2 separate regions of the Mus musculus genome follow, and region 2 is linked to region 1. Evidence: chromatin contacts called from public HiCAR-type data. All regions are on one chromosome and are shown on one strand. Each heading gives the region's core, a stretch centred on a gene start, on an enhancer-like site or on the middle of the called end of the contact. The rest is flanking DNA. Distances are from core to core; before and after follow the strand shown. Region 1 overlaps Gm35502 (a long non-coding RNA gene). Region 2 has its middle 17 kb from the start of Gm10510.

The links. HiCAR-type assays count read pairs that join an accessible place to other places.
Region 2: a contact with region 1 is called in a HiCAR-type map of embryonic stem cells, with 4 times the contacts expected there. The contact joins two enhancer-like sites. A contact is called at or near these places in 4 of 484 Hi-C or Micro-C datasets (bone marrow-derived macrophages, cerebral cortex, hematopoietic stem and progenitor cells and 1 more) and 7 of 115 datasets of contacts at active chromatin or transcription factors (astrocytes, embryonic basal ganglia, embryonic stem cells and 2 more).

What each region holds. Positions count from the first base shown.
Region 1 is chr17:15,207,300-15,211,158 of GRCm38.p6, forward strand. Gm35502 (a long non-coding RNA gene) reads left to right here. Exons shown (of 3, transcript XR_385429.3): 3 at 1-2,367. Among named protein-coding and RNA genes, the nearest start is that of Gm35502, 14 kb to the left of the region's middle. Within about 2 kb of position 1,697, at least 103 of the 459 cell types and tissues checked have an H3K27ac peak or open chromatin away from gene starts, as enhancers often do. A contact at or near this core is called in embryonic stem cells, where this site is marked.
Region 2 is chr17:15,335,811-15,339,522 of GRCm38.p6, forward strand. No RefSeq gene overlaps it. Among named protein-coding and RNA genes, the nearest start is that of Gm10510, 17 kb to the right of the region's middle. Within about 2 kb of position 2,336, at least 3 of the 459 cell types and tissues checked have an H3K27ac peak or open chromatin away from gene starts, as enhancers often do. A contact at or near this core is called in embryonic stem cells, where this site is marked.

The sequences.
Region 1 (3,859 bases), core at 447-2,946:
GCCACCACAAAGTAGCATGAAGGTCAAAGGTCAGAGATCACCCCCATATCACCCCAGGCTCTGTATGTCCTTGAGAATGGGAAATGTGACCTTTCCTGCTCATTCTAATTTTTATTGTGATGAGATCTGGGAACGACCTCTGACTCGGAAGGGGTTAAAGGTCACCTGACTTCCCTAAGGCTCTTGCAGAAGGAACCTGCTTGATCCCCAGCCCTCGCAGGTTTCCGAGTCCTAACCCAGCACAAGGCCTGTATCTCATTTTAGTTCGGGGGCCCTGCAAGTCACGTGGATTTTCCCATCACTGCTTCTATGTGGTGGAAAAACTCCTTTGGCTGCAACTGCGGTATAGTGCTGAGGCCAGGAACGCGGCAAATATCGAAGGTCCAGAGCACGCACCACAACCAACCGAAAGCTCAGAGAGAAGTCAAAGAAAGCTAATCCTTGAGTGTGTTGCGGTGACCAGGTGGCCACAGAAACCTCTGTGAGCAGGGAGATGAGCCAGCTTTGTCCTGCAGAGGTCCCAGCATAAGCGAAGGCTGTAATTTTGCCAAAGTCGAGGAGTGGGGGTGGGTGCGTCTTATTGTTACTCCAAGCATTTTAGCTTCCCAGTACAAGACTGCACGCTGCAAAACAACGTTGAAACTCTGCGGAAGATTGGCTAGTGATTCGAAGCGCACAGTAAGACTAGAAATGGCAGTGGGGGGGGGGGGGGGTTCGGGGGGAGACAGCAGTAGAGAGCCCTGCAGACACAGGCCATGGGTGAGGGAACCAGCAAGGAGCCACCATGTTTGGGGCCCTCTGCTACGATATTTTAAAACGGATTTCAGAGTGTGCTGAGCAGATGGTCACAGCAGACTGCTGTGCCAGGTGTGTTAATGAGGCAAGTCAGTAGCATTCCTGGAGTTACCAAGGATACTCAGTTAAAGCGGGGCAGGAGCCTCAGGTGAAAACCTGGAAGCGCCGGCCTCACATTTGCATGACAAAAGGCCAAGACCTGGGGCTGTGCCAGGCTCCGCCTCCTTCTGCTGGACACGTGACTCCCTTGTTTGTTTTGTTTTTTTTCTCTTTTTGTTTCTCCCTCGGAGCGTCTTGGAGACCCGCTCTTTGCCTGTAACTAAGCAGCAGGCGTTTATGCTCTAAATAGACGGTGTTTGTAATTTTTCACCCCAGTTACCCTAGAAATCTCTCAAATGACTTCTTTATATAAGCAGCCATCTAACTCCATCAGCACCACCCACTGGCCCTGTCCTCAGAGGATAATGAGCCAGGATCGGCCAGCTTCCCTTGTTGCTGTTTCTTAAGCCCCCATGGCATAGCAGAGTCGTCCTCCCTTTTATCTCCCTGTGTGCGTGTGCGTGTGTTGCGCATGAGCATAGTATGATAATGCTACCATACACCCACCGGGAGATTCCGGTGAACAGGATGGGGGCAGGCAGAAGGGGGAGCAACCAGGAGAATCAGAAATGGAGAGAGCCTTATTTGCAACCTGTCAGGGGGCATGGCTTTTTGTGTGTAATAAACACGAGATTTTTGGTCCCCTGCAAGCGTGGCACACACATCTTCTAGTATGTACCATGCTACCAGGGATCCTGGAACATCACAACTCAGCACACAGTCATTTCTTAGAAATATATGTCCCCAAGTGCATGTCCCTCATGCCTGCCAACATGTTCACTGCAGCTCAGGCTGCTAGGGACAGTGTGATGAGGGGAACCCCTTGCAGCAAGCCCAATGCCATTAGCACTGGAGTGCTTGGGCAGTTAAGTGTGTATCCCTAGTAACTCCTTAGTCAAAACCAACCCTCTGTTTCAGTCATGAAATGTAGCTGAGAGACTGTGAGACGGTCCATCAGAAGGAAGGACATGATTTTTCTACTGCCCAGAATTCGGGAATTCGGGACCAGGGAGCTACCACCACTGTGGACTGAGTTCCTGAAAAAGTTGTATCTTTGTTTAGGACTCTGGGGGTTTAATAAGAACTTCATAATTGGGTAGAGTTGGAATGTTGCAGGTCCAGAGCCAGAAATATATCTGGCTCTTTTATAGGCATTTACCTACCCCTATATCTGACCTAAAACTCTTTAGACCACCAGAAAAAAAAAAAAAAAAAAAACTTGGAATGTGTTAACCTAGAAAACTGTTAGCTTCCATCAACAGGAAGCTAAACATGTGATCAGATAGCATCTGGAATGATAACAAAGGTTTCCTAGTGCCTTACCAATATAATAGAAGGTGAATAAATGTACAGCTTTCTATTCTGTGACTAACATAAATATGTGTAACTTCTACTTGTCACTTAGGGCAACCCGAAATAGTGTTTGCAAGCCACAAGCATTCATATTTGTCTCAGAATAAACTATGTCTCATTCCCTTTGCAATGTTTGAGTGTTTTGCATCAATAGCCCCTTACCCCAGGCCAAGGAGTAGCCTTTTCCCCAAAGACTTTTTCTGAGGAGATTTAAAGAAACATCTGTTTTCAGGGTGGGGTGGGGTGCTGGCCGATAATCCCACTAGTCTGTGGACCAGTGAGTTTACCAGGGTTAGTTGAGAAATGAAGATGACTCAAAGGCAAGTTCACTGTGGGGGAAGTCCCCTCGGCAGCTTAAGGACATCACCATATCCCTTCCAGTTAGCTGTTTGCTAACTTGTTTCCTTCTTTAAGGAAGGAAGAGCCTTCTTCAGGATCTCCTGAGCCTCTAGAGAGCTCTGCCCCTCAACCAGGGAGCATTAGTAGGCTAGATCTCATAGCCATATCATGACAGTGATCACAGATCTGACTCTAGAGGATAAAGGTCATATCTAATCCAAAGGAAGCAGCTACCACAAATCCCCAAAGGGAAAAACTTAACTCAGACAGAACCACTTCCATATTCCATTGTCCTTGGGCCTATTGCCTTCACCTCTGAGGGTGAGTTGTGAGTTCACTACGTAAAAAACACAGACATGCTATGTCTTTCCACAATATCAGAATGTTGAACGATATCAGGTCAGTTTCACTGGTTGCAATTTGTCAAGTAATCGGGTCTTCTTTTCATGGTTGTTGGGAAGCGAGATTCTTTTCTTCTAATCGCAATTACTAATATTAACTGTCAGATCATATGTTATACTTCACAGAATAATATACAAATATGCAGGTTTCAAAATGGCCAAGAAAGGATTAATGAGGATGTAGAATTCAGAGAGGAAGAAAGCTGATAAGTTTGCAAGGGAAATTCTGTCTACAGCCAGATAAGACATTTTATGAAGGGATTCTATTTAGTAAGCAGAGAAAGAGACAAATAGAAAAGCAAGAGAAAGGATGGTAAAATAATAGCAAAGATGTCAGAAAAAGTCATAAGGAATCATGCTATTAGCTATCTACCAATAATGCTGATGATACATTTAGTCAGTGTATAAATAAGCATGTATAGAATAAATGAAAATTTCCCTTCTGTGCTGACAAAGCTCTCTCCAAAAGCCAAAGACTATCTAACTGTGGTGGCTGGTTGAAAATTCTTGGCCCAGGGAGTTACACTGTGGGTGTGGGTATTAAGACCCTCATCCTAGCTGCCTGGAAGCCAATCTTCTGTTTGCCTTTGGAACAAGATGCTGAACTCTCGGCTCCTCCTGAACCATGACTGCTTGGGTGCTGCCATGCTCTCTCCTTACAGATTCAGTCCATTATCATCCAGGCAGCTAGGTCAAGGATGTTAAAGCCCACGCCCACAGTGATAAGCTTCTCCCACAAGGCCACACTCCAATGAGGCCACACCTCCAAGTAGTGCCAGTCCCTGGGCCAAGCATATTCAAACCACCACAGTGATTAGGGCTGTGCTGGTTTTAGCAATGTAGTAATGTAGTGGATCTAAGGTTCTTCCGTG
Region 2 (3,712 bases), core at 1,086-3,585, 130 kb after region 1:
AGACATTAATTGGAGATGAGAAAACATATATAAAACAGTCACAGCAAGAAAAAGACCCTCTGCCAAGCAGAGGAGGGACTTGTAAAGCTAAAAATTGCTTTTAAAAGCCACTAAAGAGTTTCCCTCCCTTTCGGGTGGGTCAATTTGAAGAAATATAGGATAGTTGAATGGCCCAGAACTGTTGTACAGCATGTCTAAGTAGGCCTTAAACTTGTTGAATCAGGAGGTCTGGGGGGGCTCAGAAACCAAAGCCTATAAGGTCTTTGTTTTAAGATTCCAGGCTTTCTCAAGTCAGGAGGATGAGAAAGAATCCGGTCATCTTGGAAACTCTCCACTCGCCATGCCATGTAAGGGGGTATGGGGTGCGGGACAGGAATTACTGCTTTGAGCTGCTTTGAACTGACAAAGGGTGGACAATGGTGGACGGGGCAGCAGTTTACATGCCTCAGAGGAAGATCTATCTATGGGTCCATGATAAAACTTAAGAAATGGTGATCAGTCAGATCAGTAGACATCCATTAGGTCTAACATCCGATGGCTGAGTATCTCTGAAGCTTGTCATATAAGTGGAGTGTCCTCTATACCGCATAAGACTTTGTCATAGTTATCTATGAGCCCGACAGTCTCTTTGTTGCTGTTGTCTACCATAAGGTCTACATCATGGAATAGGCCATTAGTCTGATTTAAGAGTTTAAGGGGCCTTTTTTTCTGCCAATTTAAGTTTAGAAGCTAGCCATTGGGTTTCTTCTCTTATAACCTCGAGGGGAACATTAAGAGACAAAGTTAATGAGGAAAATGTTTTGATATCATGGCATTTTGTTTAATAAAGTAAAGCACCATTTTGTAACCAGAAACATTTTATCAGGACCTCCTAGAAGGCCTATTGGCAATATCTTCCCATTAGAAGATGCCTCTGCCCTGTACCAGCTGTAATGTCCATGGAGGTAGACAACATGAGGCAAAACCAAATAAAAACAATGTTTCATTTGTTGAAGTCACACCTATACACTGACATTATATAAGTCAGACAACAGGGTATCTGGCAGTCTCCTTTAATTGGGGAACATGATTGGTTAGTACATAGGTCATCGTGTTACGGCCCAGTTGTAAGCAAAGCTCTTCTAGAAACAGTGTTATCTGGAAAAGAGATTAGTGGCAAATAGTTGTTCAAGTCACATATCATCTGGTTCATCACAACCTCTGAGGACTGTTAAAGAAACAATGATGTTACCTATATTAATCAAGGTTACACTTTCCTTTGGGGCATTGAAGACCATGTAGGTGTCAAAATTAATAACTTTTTAATTTAATTTTATTTTTTTGCTGTCAAGGATAGTTGGTGATCTGGGCCTTGGAGGTAATGTGGACTTGGGAGGAACTTCTCTGACTCCTGCAGCTTCTTTTTCCACTTAACCCATCTTGATTTGAAGACAAATCAAAGTTTTGCTCGATTACTACTGTATTTGGAAGTGTGGAGAAATTCCTTTTTATTGAGGAATACACATTGAAGACTGATTAGAGCACACTCAGTGTTGTCACCATGGCCTCCCTGAACAAGAGAACAGGTGACTTCCCACAGTTTACAGGACATTCAGAGATGCCCCACAGTTCTCTGGGACAAGGGGGAAATAGTCTCCCCTTTAATTCCTCTGACCATATCAGCAAAAGCCTCCAAATATGGTTATTGGTCACCCAGAGGGTCAGCTGCACCACCTTATTGCTTTTTACTTAATCTATAATGGTTAAGTGATGCCTGAGCAGAAATCAAACACCTTTAAAATAAATTTGGATCAACACACCAAAAGCTACTACAGCTGGTAAGCAGTTAGTAGGATTTGGATGATCCCACAGTAAAAAGAAAAATTAGGCATGGGGCCTTACTCTCATTTACAGAATAACTCTAATTGGAGGGTGGTATTTATAATTAAGAGTTTCTCCGAGGGGTCACCTTTTCTCCTAGAAGATATTTATGATGGGGTTGAGACAGAGATTAACCCTCTCTTCCTAAGCACTGGAGGGTCTAACTTGCTCCAGTTGTCCAGGAGATGAGCCAGGGAGGAACTTGAAAGAATCTGTAAAGCGAAAACAAGATTGGGAGTGACTGACGGGTTCATCTAATCCTCCTCTAGGCTCTCAACCCAGCATCTGGAGGGAGTGACTCCAAGCCCCAAGGGGTGGTTGGCAAAACCCAAACACCCCAGGACTGGTTTGCTCTTCCCTGTGCCTGTAATTCCAGTCCCCACCAGTTTTCACTTGCATCCCTGGTGTGTCATTGAAAGGCAAACCTGAGCTCCCTCCAAATCTTCTCCTCAGGTCAGACTGGGGTGGAGAGCTTGCTAGTTGATTCCTAACCCCCTCTCTAGGACAGAGGGGTCAAGGTCAAGAGGCTGTAGATTCTGAGAGATAGAGCCCACCCCCCTATCCCCAGATCTAAATAATGAACTGCTTTCTTGTGGTAAACTTGAGCAGCCCTTACAGTCTGCAGCAGGACAGTAGGACCTCAGTATCTCAAATAGTAACCTGAGCAAAAGAGTATCAGCCACTCTGCCTTAGGGTCTCTGTGATCCCTTGTCCATTTTGTAAATTATAAATATATAATTATTTCAGATAGGAATTAAATATTTTAACCACTCCAAACTTTTTAAAATTTAAATAATATTATATAAATTAGGAGGGTATTTTTTTAACAAATTAAAATACGTAAATTGGGTTTTAGTCCTTTTAATCTAGGATAATAACCACAAGAAACAAAGTAGAACAAAAGGACATTTGAAGAACTCAGAAGAGAATATTAGGCTATATTGTTATTGTTGTTGTTACTGTTGTTGTTAATCCTTGCTACCCTAACTGAAAGGCTCAAATTAAAACAAAACAGAGCATTAAGGAAAATAATAATAATAAAAAATCTGGGAGATCTAGTGATGTCTCAATCTAATAAAGAAAAGAAAAGATGTAGCTATAACCAGAGAGCCTAGTAGAATTATGGGTGCTGCCATTTTGCTTTGTGTCATGTGATTCACATTAACCAAGATGGTGGCAAAGTAACATGGCTGCCTCCATCTTAACAAAGTCACCAGCCAAGATGGCAGCAAGCAACACGGCTGCTTTTATGCCCCAGCTCAGATCAGACATGAGTCCCTGTGGGGTTCACCTATTCCACCGATGAAATATGGGCTATATTCTTTTCTTTAAACAGACACGTTAGTTAGTTATCCGTGGATAAAGGAGAAAAAAGCATCTATAGCAGGCCCCAGTTAGCAAAATAAAGAAACCAGCTGAAGGAATTTCAGTCTCAGCTCAGAGGAACTATATAATCAGGTTGAAGTCTCTTGGAAAACAGAGGGCAAGCGGGAGGGGGTGGGGATGGAGAGGGAGAGGGAGGGAGAGAGGAAATGTAATCGATTTTAGTTTTAAGCAATAGTTGGCCTTTCTTACTTCCTGTGTTGTAGAAGACACAGGAAACAGGTCTGTCTGTCTCCAGGTAGAGAGGTAACTTTTAAAATTTCCTTAAAGATGTCTCTCCTTCAGGCACCTGATCAAGTTGCACCCAGAGTGAGGTGATGCTGTCAAGCTTAGGTTAATAGTATGGGGTTAGCTGTTTACAGAGCTCTTGTGCTGGTTTGTATATGCTTGGCCCAGGGAGTGGCACTATTAGAAGGTGTGGCCTTGTTGGAGTGGGTGTGCCACTGTGATGTGGGCTTTAATATCCTCA